Regions from separate parts of the Mus musculus genome. Here region 2 is linked to region 1. Evidence: chromatin contacts called from public HiChIP or PLAC-seq data. All regions are on one chromosome and are shown on one strand. Each heading gives the region's core, a stretch centred on a gene start, on an enhancer-like site or on the middle of the called end of the contact. The rest is flanking DNA. Distances are from core to core; before and after follow the strand shown.

What was found. HiChIP or PLAC-seq counts read pairs in DNA pulled down with a chosen protein or histone mark.
Region 2: an H3K27ac HiChIP or PLAC-seq map of embryonic stem cells shows a contact between it and region 1, with 20 read pairs. The contact joins the promoter of Dnaic2 here to the enhancer-like site in region 1. A contact is called at or near these places in 12 of 39 promoter capture datasets (the 3T3-L1 cell line, HPC-7-derived erythroid cells, the SN4741 cell line and 8 more), 1 of 15 datasets of contacts at CTCF or cohesin (large pre-B cells), 47 of 484 Hi-C or Micro-C datasets (the 3T3-L1 cell line, 3T3-L1-derived adipocytes, the Ba/F3 cell line and 24 more), 7 of 115 datasets of contacts at active chromatin or transcription factors (bone marrow-derived macrophages, embryonic fibroblasts, embryonic stem cells and 1 more) and 4 of 9 other capture datasets (adipose tissue, embryonic stem cells, liver and 1 more).

Annotation. Positions count from the first base shown.
Region 1 is chr11:114,688,663-114,695,766 of GRCm38.p6, reverse strand. Ttyh2 (tweety family member 2) reads right to left here. Exons shown (of 14, transcript NM_053273.2): 3 at 5,417-5,528. Among named protein-coding and RNA genes, the nearest start is that of Ttyh2, 17 kb to the right of the region's middle. Within about 2 kb of position 2,991, at least 35 of the 459 cell types and tissues checked have an H3K27ac peak or open chromatin away from gene starts, as enhancers often do. A contact at or near this core is called in the CH12 cell line, embryonic stem cells, liver and 3 more, where this site is marked.
Region 2 is chr11:114,724,638-114,731,741 of GRCm38.p6, reverse strand. Dnaic2 (dynein, axonemal, intermediate chain 2) reads right to left here and starts at 4,323. Exons shown (of 13, transcript NM_001034878.3): 1 at 3,967-4,323.

The DNA of each region.
Region 1 (7,104 bases), core at 1,742-4,241:
ATGGCCTTGAGCTCTTGATTCTCGGGTATCCATTTCCCAAGCGCTGGGGTTTCAGGAGTAGGAACCTTTTTTCTTTATAAGTTTGATGCTCTTGGGGGTTTGTTATAGTGTGGGAAAGCTGACCCACAGACACACACAGCCCAGTCACATTCGGCCCTCTTCTGGCTCTCATCCGGCTTTGGATCTCCAAGCCTTACTGCAGCCTGAGTTCCTCTTATCTGGAAACCCAACTTTTTTTAACAACCTAGCAGGAAACAACACAAATAATTCCAAATATAAACCCCAAGCTCCAAACTCTGAAATCCCAAACACCTTGAGCCTCCTGAATTTCAGAGAGGAAGGCTCAACCTGGACTCCAGATAGGGAACGGAAAGAATCCATTTTTCTTCCCTGAAATTTCCCCCAGGGTTTGAATCCCTTGGGATCACAACATCAAAGACTCAGAGCTCCAGGCTGCTGCCTCGTGCTTTAGTCCCAGGCACCCTACAAGAGAGGGGGTTTGTCTCCCAGCTAGAATCAGCTTGTAGTGTCCCAACCACAAGTCCATGCGGAACAAGGGGGCCTTGAAAACAGAGAACAAATGTCTTCTTCTCCCAGCCTGGCCCTGGGACAGGAGGAAACCAGTGTTTTATCTTGGGCTCATGTCCTCCACCCCGCATGATGTCTGTCCTGCTAGGTGGGTATAGAGGCACCTGTCCTTGGCTTGAACCAAAACAACATCTGTCTATGCAGACAGAAATGAAAGGAAGTGGCCGAGGGTGTCCTTGACAGCTCCTAAACAAGGGGCAAGGGGCAGCTTAACCTACAAAGGTCACTCTCACCTGGCCACACGGAGCCTGCATCATGTCGGCAGTTGAGAGACTAACAGCTTTGTTTCTGTTTTATTTGGTTTGCAGTCAGGGTCTTACTAATTGCCCAGGCTAGCCTGGAAATGGCTCTGTAGTCCTGGTAGACCTTGAATCTGAGATCACCCTGCCTCAGCCTCTGGAATAGCTGGACTAACAGGACTATGCTACCAGGGTCTGGCTTTGCTGCTTTGACACTGTTATAAACAAACCGCTGGAAGAAGGACAGGATGCCTTGTTAATCCTTCCCCAGCAGCCTTGGCTTGAGGCGGAGCCAGAAGCCATGGGTTAGGTGAGTCATGAAAACAAGGCCCTGAGGGTGGGCCAATTGGAGTGAAGAGCTGCCCAGATGAGACATAGTAAGTAATAACCCAGTTATTAAGTCATCAATTGGAAAGTAGGTTCTAATAGGATAGAGGGTAGATATCTGTCCAACTCTTATGCTGATTAAGGGTTATTGTAAATATAAAGATGGTGTCTTTTATCCAGATACTAAATGGTCAAAGGCAGGGTAGAAACCCTGGATAGGGATTAAAAATTTCTACAACATTGGCTCCCCCAGCCTGCAAGAGAAAAATCCCTGCAGAGGGGCAGAGGAGGAGGGCACAGCAACGAAGCCCATAGGAGAGAGGTCTGAGCTCGGGGAATCATGGGAACTTCACATCAATCTTGCGGCTTTTCATGCCTTCCCTACAGGGTGACTTCCTGATTCTAGAACAAACCATGGCTCCCTGTTTCCGTGGGTGTCAGCACCTCTTCCGTTTTCTGGCTTTTGTTGGGTTCTTAGGAGGTAGTGACAGATTCAGAGACACCAAGACAGAGACAGATATGACTGGGCTTGCTGGCTCGTGCCTGTAGAATCCTAATAATTGGGAGGCTGAGGCAGGAGGATTACCTTGAAGTCAAGACCAGACTGGGCCACAGATGAGCTCTTGTCTCAAAAAAAACAAAACAAAACAAAACAAAACAAAACCAAAAAACAAACCAAAAAACCAAAAACCAAAACAAACAAAAATAAAAGTCCTCCCTTTCCTGGAGGTGGAGGGGCACACAGCTTTGGGAGGCAGAGGCAGGTGAATCTCTGCAGAATGAGTTATAGGACAGCTAGGACTACACAGAAAAAAAAAAATGTCTCAAAAAACGAAAACCAACAAAACAAAAGGAAAAGAGGAGCCGAGAATGAGCATGTAGCTCATTTGATAGAATGCTTGGCCAGCCGGCACGAGGTCCTGACTTAGAGCCAAGGCATCCAACACATTGGGCATTGTATTGAACACTGTAGTCCCAGCGCTCAGCAGCAGGACCAAGAGTTCAAGGTCATCCCTTGGCTATACTGGGAGCCAGCCTGAGCTATCTGTGACTCAAAAAACAAACATGAAGAAAATAAGTGCCTCCCACAAACAAACAAAACCCCAAGGAAAAAAACACAGAGAATTTAAGATTGTAAGGAATAGCCAGGTGTGGCGGCTCACAGCCTGGGCTATACACACAGCCTGGGCTACACAACACAGGATGCGCTACACTTAGAATTCCAGGACAGCCAGAGCTCGTAGAGAGACCCTTCCTGTGCTGAAAAACCAAAACAACAAAAATTAGAGAAGAATAGGCCAGGCATGGTGTCCAAGGCCTGGATTCTGAAAGCTCAGGAGGTTGAGGCTAGAGGATCAGGTTCTAAGATAGTCTGGGTCACATCGTAGAACCTTGAACTAGAGAAAAAAAGAAGAGAAACAAAGCCACAAGACAAAAAACATCTGTCAAGTCCATTTTCTTTTTTTTCTTTCTGGTATTGTTTCATGGGAAGAGATGATAGATACATGCTAGGTAGACAGACAGACAGACAGGTGTTAGAGCACATCACAACAAGGGCCTCCCTGTAGCTCTGTGCTTGCTCACATGGGTCCTAGTCTTTGCCCTTCAAGAAGACAGGTGTGATGCCCCGGAGATGGGCTGTGGCTTTCTCTTGGGAGCTGAAGATGAAGGAAACAGCTCAGCTCTTCCACCAGGTGGGCACCCAGGCCAGAGAGAAGGAAGGTCTTTAAGGACAAGGGTGTAGCTTTCAAATTGCGGTCCCCAGGCAAGCAGCATCGCTAAGGATCTCATTACAAATGCAAATTTTCAGCTTGCCTCAGAAGATGAACTGGAGCCCAGCAGGGCGGGCCTGGCGCCCCGGGGGCTAACAAGCTCTCAGGGAGATTCTGACCTCTGGGAGGGATCACCAGGTCCTGGGTGTGGGTGGACCGGGTCAAGAGGAACACTGGCTCAGATTCAGGGAGGTAGTAGGGAGGAAAAGGACCCAAGGACTGGGCTTTGTGTTCTTCCTCCCTCAGTTTCTCCACCCAGCAGTTTCCCACAGGCCTACTATGGGCTCAGGATGGTGGGGGTCTCTAGCCAAGAGAGGAGCATACAGAGGGTCCTTGGTCTTTGTGTTTAGGGGCAGCCCTGGAAGGGTCTCTTAGTTGACCATGGCTGCTACATCTGGGCTCCATCAGGGCCTGGCTTTATGATCTGGGCTGTTGGATGAGTCTCCATCCTGACTCTGCCACCCACAGCCTCCCACAACCTGAGCACCTCCACTTCATGGTGATTGCAGTAATTATTATAATGACGCCATTATCTTAATTCCTGAGGGAGAGAGCACTCTATAGTTTACCCGGCACTTTCTCCGGTGGTAATTCACCTGATGCCATTTAGCCATTTACCTGCAATTTGGACCCCACCCCTTGGATGAGGGGGGAAGGCCCTATAAAGGATCTATCATCTTCCTGCAGGCCTCAGGCCAGAGACTGTCAGGTACCCATCTTGAGGCCTTCCCCACCCTCTTAGATAAAAAGGGCAGATGCTACCATAGCAGGCAGCCCCACCAAGGAGCCCCAGGACAATTATCTTACGTTGCAGCAACAGCCAGATGGTAAGGGGCTGTCTCCAGGGACAGGGTGAGGGTAAGGTCACACAGCCAAGTGTTCAAACCTGGCTCAGGAGGGCAGGGAGCCTAGAGCTGGTTCCTAGATACCAGCAAGTTCCTCCCCAGAGATAAAGACTAGAGTTTTCCCAACAGTGAAGGTCATAGCTTTGGGGCTTTCCAGCATGCGGGCTTCTCCCACTTCCAAGGCCGATGGTGGCTAGGGACAGAGAGACAGGGTAATACCAAATAAACAGAAGGTGTCCTTGGGGACTTGGCCCCCATCAGGACAGAGTTCCCAGGGACCAGCTCCCACAAATCCTGAGCAGTGCACATCTGAAGCACCACAGCCTGTGTTTTTTTTTTTTTTTTTTTTTTAGGTGAGAGTTCCTGTCCCTGCCCCACCCCCAGGAGCTGATGGAAGGATTAGATCCCCAGAGGAGCTCAAAGGAGCATGTTGGGGGGTGGGGGCGGGGGTCAGATGATGTTGAGTCCTCCCTTGGGAGGACGCCAGGTCACCAGTTCCTCGAGTTAGGGCTGGCAAATCAAATGTGCCTTTTGCTGGGACCTGTGCTATTCTGGAGGGACCTGGTCCAGAGAGGGTCAGATGCCCAAGGACTCGTTTCCCTGAAATATGCATCTGGTCTTCCCCCACCAGAGTCCTCAGGAGGCACCAGAAGCTGTCACGGGATCACCTTAAAAATCAGCAGGAAAGACTAGCTAGCACTCTGCAAAGGTGACAGGCAGGTAGGGGCCAGGGGTGAAGAGATGAGCCCAGAGATAGTGCCACTGGTCCCACGGTCCCGACACACAGCTGGGTTTATGAGGCTTCTTCCCAGCCCTGTATGTGTGGGGGGGTGGGGTGGGGGTGGGGCAGGGCTGAGGGGCTCTTCTACTGTTTCTACAGACTTTTTAAAATCACTTACAAAATTATTTTTTGGCAGACCCTGTTACCACCATGCTCGGTCTCTAGGTTCTCTCCTTTCGATATATGGATCAGAACTCTATTCAAAGCACTTAGAGCTAACATTAAAAAAAAAAATCCATGTTCAGGATTGAGGATATAGCTCAACTGGTAGAGCGACTGCCTAGTATGTATAAAGCTTGAGGTTCAAACGTATACAAGGCATAGGGGTGCACACACGCACATAAGCATCAGGTCGTCCTCGAAGTAATAGAGGGCTCAAGACATACAGACCCTGTCTCAACCAACCCATGCCCAGCACACTAGGGTGGCAGTGTTTCCACCCTGGGTACACAGAGGCAGGAACATCATGGAAAGCTCCAGGTGAGTCTGGCCTATACAGTGGGTGCCGGGCTAGTCAGGGCTACACAGCGAGACCTCTCGCTTTAAACACAATCACAACAGAACAACTCCAGAACCCATGTCCGAGGTCTGCTTCAGGGATGGGTAAGGTCTCAGATGTTCTGCAGACCAAAGGGGGTCGGTCTGATGGGGCCGAGCTGCCCTGAAACCTCCCTATGTCTGGGACATAGAAACTGTGTTTGCCTTTGGCAGGGCAACGGCTCAGAAGGCGGCCCGGCCCACAGCGCCCATCACACAACTCGACAGGGTGCAGCTGGGCTCCTGAGATCTGACTGGTACCCTTGTTCCGGCCTTGCTGATCTCATGGGCTGTGCCTGTGCCCAGCCACCTGCCCACAATCCTTACCAGCTCATCCATTCCAGAGAAGGTGTGGTTCGCGTTGTCCAGGGAGTAGATCAGCTGATGCATCCCATCGTTGGTCTCGCTGTTTCCATAGAAACCAACGCCCACCGCAGCACTACGGGCAAAACCCCAAAGAAAGGTTAGGGGTGATACCCAGAAGAGAATACACTTGCTGCTTTGTGTGTAGCGTGTGCTCATATGTGTATATGCACGTGTGCACGTGCACAAGGGGGACAGAAGATGATGCTGGGTGCTTTCATCTGTCACTCTGTGCTATTCCCTTGGGACGAAGTCTTCAGTGAACCTGGAGTTCGGTGAAATGGTTAGTCTGGCAAGGGAACCTCAGCTTTATGCCTGGCTCTGGCCTCCATCCCTAGCACTGGGATTGCAGATGTGTGGGCTTTGTCCGTGGGTTCTGGGAATCCAAACTCACGTAGGTCCTCATGTCTGTCCAGCAAACACTTTCTTCTGGATTTCCCATAAGTACTGTCAATCGTTCTATGTGCTGAGGACTGAACCCAGGACTACAGGCCTGCTAGGCAAACAATCTGCTCCTGAGATCCAGTCCCAACCTTGCATTTATCTTCAAAAAAAAAAAGTTTCTATACCCAGGTGGTGGTGCATGCCTTTAGTCCCAGCACTTGGGAGTTCGAGGCCAGCCTGGTATACATAGTGAGTGCTAAGGGAGACGGCCAGGGCTATTACACGGACAGATGGACAGACAGACAGACAGACAGACAAATACATTTTCAGGGTTGTAGAGATGGCTCAGTGTTAAGGACACTGGCTGCTCTTTCTGAGGTCCCTGGTTGTTTCCAGCACTGAGACCGCACTCCACAACCATCATAAACTGGTTCCAGAGGGATCGATCTGCCTTCCTCTTCTGGTCTCTAAAGGCACTGTATACACACAGTGCCTAGACATGCATACAGACAAACCACCCATACGCATAAAATAAAGATAAATAAATTTGGGGCTGGCGAGATGGCTCAGCTAGTAAGAGCACTGACTGTTCTTCCGAAGTCCTGAGTTCAAATCCCAGCAACCACATGGTGGCTCACAACCACCTGCAATGAGATCTGACACCCTCTTCTGGCACGTCTGAAGACAACTACAGTGTACATATGTATAATAATAAACCTTTGGGCCGACCGAAGCGAGCTGAGGTCCTCAATTCAGTTCCCAACAACCACATGAAGGCTCACAACCATATGTACAGCTACAGTGTACTCATATACAGAAAATAAATAAATAAATCTTTAACAAACGAACAAACAAAAAGATAAATAAATTAAAAAAAATAATTTTTTGAGTGGCTTTAGGCTCATAGCAGGTACAGAATTCCTCTATTTGTGTACAGTCCTCAGTATGACTGACCTCCTTTATGAAGGACTCCTGGCTATGACTGGTAACCCAGTAGGAACATGGGTATCATCCAAGGCCCAGTGTGCACAGTGGTCACTCTTGGTTAAAATTCTAGAGGTTTGGACACGCAGTGTCTGATATTCACCATCACAGCAGACCCTGCTCTAAAACCCCTGTACTCTGCCTACTACTGTCCCCCCACCCCACCCCCCCCCCCACCCCCCCGGCTCTGGCCCTGGGCCTTATAGTCTCCATGGCCTTTTCTAAAATGTATTCTGATTCGGTGGCTCTGGTGGAGTCCTGAGATCTGATTTGACACAGTCGGT
Region 2 (7,104 bases), core at 3,074-5,573, 35 kb before region 1:
ACTAGCTGGCCTGGAACTAACCATGTACTCCAGGCTGCCTTCAAACTTGGAGATCCACCTGCCTCTGCATGAGCCTCCATGGCCAGAAAAAGAAAATAAGTCTTTAAAGAAACAGAAACAACAAAAATCTCCTCAAACAAAAATCACTGAATTTACCTAAGTGCCGAGTGTATGCTAAGTGCAAATTATACTGTTTGGTTCTTGCTCGTACCCTCTCAGGCGGGCAATGAGATCACCATTTTACTTGAGGAACATTCCTATCTTTAGGTGGTTTGCCAGGCATCACACAGCTGACAAGCAGGCCAGCTGGGCTGCCTGGCTTCAAAACTCTTACCCACAAAATTGCACACTTTCTATGGAATCAATACACTTAGTAGAGGCAGGAGGCAATCTTGATGACGGTTGAGCTAAACCCACCAGCACACTCAAGACTTAAACCACATGGGACACAGATGAGAGAGACCTGGATCTCTCAGCAGGTAAAAATGTTTATAGAACAGTCCTCATGACCTGAGTTCAATCCCTGGAATGCATTTGCTTGGAAGGGAGAGGAATGTCTCCAACAAAGTTACCCTCTAACCTCCACATATGCACCTCTCTCTCTCTCTCTCTCTCTCTCTCTCTCTCTCTCTCTCTCCAGTTAAAAAATAATAATTGTAAGGGAGTGTGGCGAGACCCTGGGATCTGGCCCTGCCTCCACCGTCAGTGTGTCCCTGGCCCGGTCATTTACTTTCCAGAGCTGACCTGCAGCTGCAAAAACTCTGTAAAGGGGCTAGCGTGCAAACGCACTGTGAGAAAGGGACTCCTTATCAAAGTCCTAAGAAGACCTACTGCCTTCCAACTCACACAAAGGGGCCTTGATCCTTCTGACCCCACACATTAGGAGACTGAATACAGGGTCTGGCCATCTAGAGCATTATACTATGAACTATGGACTTCAGCCTGAGCTACACAGCTCCTGTTTGGTGCTGAAGAGATGGCTGGGAGGTGAACAGCACACACTGACTGCTCTTGCATAGAGGAGTTTGGTTCCCAGCACCCACGTGGCAGCTCTCAACTGTCTGTAACTCCAGTTCCAGCTGATCTGATGCCATCTTCTGGCCTCTGAGGGTACCAGACATACATGCAGGTAAAACATTCATACACATAAGAGAAACATTTTAAGAATATTAAGAACCTTTTTTTTTAAATGAAAAGATCCCATTTCAAAGACAGACAGACAGACACACATACAGAAAGGGAAGAGAGGGAAGACAGCCAGTTGAACCCAAGTACGAGCTAGACACAGTGGTGTCTATAATCTCAGCATTGAAGAAGCAGAGGCAGGAGGATCACTGCAAGTTCTAGGCCGGCCTCATCCACAGAATGAGTGTCAGACTAATCAGAGCTACACGGTGAAACCTGAACTCAAAAAAAAATTTTTTTTAAACAGTCAATCAATCAATCAATAATCAATCAGTCAATCAAACCACGAGTAATGAAGGCAATGATTCCTGATACAAAGAGTCATGTGATCAATAGGAATAAACTTGCAGTCAATCAAACCACGAGTAATGAAGGCAGTGATTCCTGATGCAAAGAGTCATGTGATCAATGGGAATAAACTTGCAGGGCAGGCTTATGGTCAGCTGATCTCGGACAAACCACCAAGGGGTGCAGCAGGGAGGGAGGGACTCTTCAGCAGGTGGCGCTGGGATCACTGGGTATCCCAAGGCTCCATGGCCATAAGGAGTCTGAGCCATGGCTCCACCCACTGAGTCCTAAGGCTGAAGGGCTGAGAGCTGAGTGTATCCATCAAGAAGCAGGTGGGGGGGGGGGGAACAGCTGGAACAGCGGTGATTGAGAAGGGGGGAGGTGAGGTTAACTCCCCAGGCATCCATACATTGTTCCTTCAAGGCAGCATGACCTGCTAGGCATGGCTATTGATGCCTGTAATCCCAGGCCTTGGGAGGTAGAGGCAAAAAGACTGAGATAAGTTAAGGCTAGCTCCATCTACATAGTTTGAGACTAGATTGAGCTACAGAAGACCCTGTCTCAAAAATAACAAAAAACAAAACAAAAAACCAAAAACAATAAAAGCATGCTTCCAGCCATCCCCCAAGCCAACCCAAATCATACGTGTTTAGAAAGTCTCCCTTATGGTTGGGAGAGATGGCTCAGAGAGCAGAGGGGTTGGCAAAGAAGCAGTCTGCATAAGGGTGCCCCACCCCCACCCCCCCGTGTCTTCATTCTGTATGGACAGAATTGAGGCCTTGGAAGAAAGAATGTAAAGTCGATTAAGTTCTCTCTGTCTTCCACCACAGACCTGGCAGTTGGATGCAGGCAATTAGGGGCTGTCTCTCTCCATCTCCAATTGCTGTGGTACAGCTGGCTCCCAAGGACACAGGGACACTTAAGAGAATGAGAAAATTCCGGAAAGAAAAACACCAGCCTCCTCAGTCCCGCTCCGATTCTAACAGCTCTGCTTTCTTACTTGGTGTTTCCCGAGGCCAAGCCCTCGTGGAGAACGGAGGCATTGTCTTGTGTCTGGAGGCAGACAGAGGGGACATTTAAAGGCTAGCCTGGTGACAAGAAGACAGCATACTCAAAGCCCCAGAGCAGGCTCTTTTCTCACAAGCTAACAGGGTGCAAAGATAAATGGCTAGGTCAGCCAAGAGTGTCAGAGTGCTCTTTCTCCTCTTTTGGAAGACAAATGCTCCAGGGTGAGGCTTCCCCAAAGAGGGTCTGAGCAGGGTGTCTTCAAGGGGACATCAGGAGTATTGTTGCTTGGGAGTTTCAGGGGAACATTGCCCCCGTGGGAACCTTCCAGAAGCATGCAGTATCATAATCTCTCTCTCTCTCTCTCTCTCTCTCTCTCTCTCTCTTTCTCTTCCTCTTCCTCCTCCCTCTTACACACACACACACACACACACACACACACACACACACACAGAGCTAAATATGGACTCTTAGAACCTTACACATATCAGCCAGTGCTCTACCATTGAGCTACACCCAGCCCCACTGAGTCTCAAATCCAGGGTCACAAAGAACCGCTATACCCTGGTCCAAACACCAAAACATGTGATCATTTCCTGCACCCTAGCCCAACAGAAACAACAAGACTTGCCTCAGGCGAGGATAATGAGCAAAGTCGTTCCTAGAGAGAACCCCTTGTGGTTGAGCGGAAAGCATGGTACACAGCTGGGAGGAAGGGCCAGGAAATAGCAGGCAACAGAGGTGTCAGTATGGGAAGGGGGCCAGGAGGAGGGTCACCCTTTGTCCCTTGTGTGCCTGGAATTGTAGAGCCGTGCTTGAGTGAGGAATACAGATGGAAGGGCTCCTGTGTCTTTCCAATGTCTTTGTGAACCTTCTGGACAAGGTTAGGAAAATGGTCTCCTGACCCTAAATGTAGATGAAAGGCCAACTCCCAGATGGAGGGGCAAAAGAAAAGGTGCATTTACATACAGTACCTGTGCTCAGTCCACAAGACTCTTGTGATCTCCCATTTTACGCCCTCCATTTTATTTTTCTTAATTTCACTTTATTTTTAATCGTGTGTGTGTGTGTGTGTGTGTGTGTGTGTGTGTGTGTGTGTGTGTGTGTGTAAGTGCACACAAGTGCAGGTGGGGTGGAAGCCAGAAGTGCCAAATCCCCTGGAGTTGGAGTTTCAGGGGTTGTGAGTCACCTGATGTGGGTGCTGGAAATCAAACTCCCGGTTCTTTGCAAGAGCGCACTCACTCTTAGCAGCTGAGACAGTCCTCCAGCCCCCTCTCTTAGTCTTTGAGACAGGCTCTCACTCTGAGTCCACTGGCCTAGAGCGCACTGAGTAGTCTAGGTTGCTCTCTGACTCTTGGTAATCCTCCTGCATCAGTTTACAGGAGTGCAGGGTTTACCGGCCTATCCCTATCCCCCTCCCTACGTTTAACTGAAAGCTCTCTTCTTAACAACCCATCCTTCCTGGGCTTGAAATTTTGTTCCATTCACCTGAAAGCCAGAAAGAGGTCCCGCCCACTCCGGGTCACAGCCCGGGTCAGGGCCTGGTGGAGAAGTGCAGAAGGCAAGGTGCTTGGAGGCTGAGGAGGTCCTGGAGCTTGAAGAATATTCAGGGCAGCGAGGATTAATGCAGCAGAATGAGCTGATTCCAGCACCTGACAGTTCTCCGAGATTTCTTGCACTGTTGGTGATTATTACCCTCGAGAGCTTTTCCCTCTTTTTGCCAGGTCTTCTTTCGGGCTTGGACGTCCTCTAGGACGCCCGCCCCTTATCCTGGCTCACCTCCTGCCACACAGCCCAGGAGAAGCGCCCAAGACCAGTCCCAGCTCCAGCGCAGCTTAAACGGCTGGGAGCTGCGGAGTTTACCAGTTGCCTAGCAACCCTGGCCGGGCCGAGACGCCGGCAGTTCGGAAGGCGATCTGGAGCACGTGACTCTGGTCCCGCTAGTCGGAAGCACCCCCTTCTCTCCTTCCTTCTCTGGAGGAGGTCTGCGGAAGAGGTGGAGGAAAGTTAACCAAAGCTTTGCCAAAATGCCTACCCAAGTCTACAGTCTATACCCAGCAAAGTCCCTCCCCCACTCCCGTATCCCCCGAAAACGCAATCAAAGTGACCAGAGCGTGGGAAGCCCCGCACCTGGGTCAGTTCGGATCATGTCTGATTTGTCACTGCTACAATGTCCGGGTCTCTTCTGTTAACGTATCCCTTGCACCACCACCCTTCTGAATTCATCTCTGGAATGGAAATTCCTTGAGGGTCAGGCTCAATGCATGCAAGCATGGCTTAGCTATGCGGCTGGCACGTTGTAAATATGGTTTCATTGCATGAATGAATGAGCTAGCTGATGGACACATGAATGACACAAAGAGAGATGTGTTTCTCATGAGCTTGAGGCAAGGAAGTGAGAAAATGTGGGAGGGATTGATGGACAGGCTGAGTACAAGGCACTTTGTTGGGTAAGCCTGACAAGCAGAGTTCACATCCTAGAACCCACATAAAAATGGGGGAAAAAATGGATTCCACAAAGTTGTCCTCTGATCTGTGTCATGTAGCACACCCACAATCATCATCATCATCAATAATTTAAAAAGAATTAAAGAAGGGAGGTAGAGTCCTATATCTAGGACTGGTGAGATGGCTCAGTAGAGAAAGGGGCTTGCTACCACTTCTATGACCTAGGGTTGAGCCCCAGACACACATGGTGAAGGAGAGAACTGAATTCTCTAAGTTGTCCTCTGACCTCCATACTTGTGCTATGTAAGACACACACAAACACACACATACACAATATGATTTTTAAAAAAAGATTTATTTATTTATTTAGTACCGTGTTCTGTCAGCATGCCAGAAGAGGGTACCAAGATTCCATTACAGATGGTTGTGAGCCACCATGTGGTTGCTGGGAATTGACCTCAGGACCTCTGGAAGCACAGTCAGTGTATTTAACCTCTGAGCCATCTCTCCAGCCCACAATATAATTTTTTAAAGAGAAAGAAAACTACAGAACCGTATATACTTTCCCAGAGGTGTTCCTTAAGAGCATTTGGGACCCGAGGTTGGTTCTTTATTTATCATGGGATTTTAGCAAGGCACTCTCTCTGCCATCCCCTGTGAGGTTTGAATGAGATCACCCTCATAGCTCATATATTTGTATGCTTAGTTCCCAGATGGACAAGCTTTTTGGAAAAGATTAGAACCTTGTTGGAGAAGGTATGTCACTGGGAGTGGGCTTGGAGGCTTTAAAAGCTCACACCAGGCCCAGTCTCTCTCTCTCTCTCTCTCTCTCTCTCTCTCTCTCTCTCTCTCTCTCTCCTTTCCTGCTGCCTGTGGATCAGGATGTAGCCCTCAGCTACTTTTCCAGCATCATGTCTGTCCATGTACCACCATGTTTCCCTCCATGATGATAATGGACTAACCCTCTGAAACTATAAGCAAACCCCCCAGTTAAAAGCTTTCTTGTATAATATTTGCCTTGGTTGTGGCGTCTCTTCACAGCAATCGAATGGTGGTGTCTTAAGATAATCTTTCAGTATTGGGATTGACAGGGCCTTGCATCGGATAGGCTGGAGCTCTACCACTGAACTACATCCCAGCCTTACTTTCCATTTCTGAGACTTAACTTTCTCCATCTTCACGTTGAACAGTGGCAGTTCTTCAGGATAATGGGGGAGAACACGCAATCAGACACAGATGATAATCCAGCCCATTGTGAGCCCCCGCCAGCACTGTGCTTGTCCCTACAGGCTCCAGAGAATGAGGTGAATCCCAGGCCAGGCGTGGGCACTGGAAATTTGGATAGAATCAGGCAAAGAATGAGTCACCGAGATGTGGGATTTGGGGCTGGAACCGGGCCCTAGGAAATGGTTTTGAGATGCAGGGGGAGGAGTGGGGAGTGACTCCCAGAGTGGGGGTGGGGCACGGTGTGGACCAGAGTAACTCAGCAGGTCAATTAGTTCCAGGATGGAGCAATGTGGCTGGCTGGGGTTGCAAGCTAGGGGACTTTCTGATGACACATGGGTAGATAAAGCGAGGTATATGTGTGAGCGTTCACTGTGTGTGCAGATAAAAAGGGAAAAGGGGGAAGTTGGAAAGGAAACTGCAGTCATTTTTATTATGACAGTGATTTTTATCCCTGGCTTCCTACCCCACCCTTCACTCCCTTCACTCCGACCTCCACTGGCTCATTTACTCACTCGCTGGCTTTTAGCTCTTATGCTCTTGGCAGGTTCAGCTCAGCCACCCTGGGAGGCCAGCATGAAGTCATATAATTAGGAGCATTCATAAGGTCCTAGTTTGGTTTTCCCCCCAAGCTTCTCAGATTTCCATCCAATCACAGCGTAACTGACAACAGAAATTCTTTGCTTAGATCAGCCTCCGCCCTGGACAAACTCCAGGCAGGTCCCTAGTCCATTGCACCATTGGCTTCCTTTCCACCCCCAATCCCTTCTTCTTTTTTTTAAAGACAGGGTCTCATGTAATCAGGCTAGCTTTGAACTTGTGATTTTTCGAACTTGTGATTTTTCGAACTAGTGATTTTTTTTTTTTATTAGTGCTAATCAATAGTACAGGGTAAGGGCTTTTCTTATGGTGTTTGCATATATTCATAAAATATACTTTGATCATATCTATTCC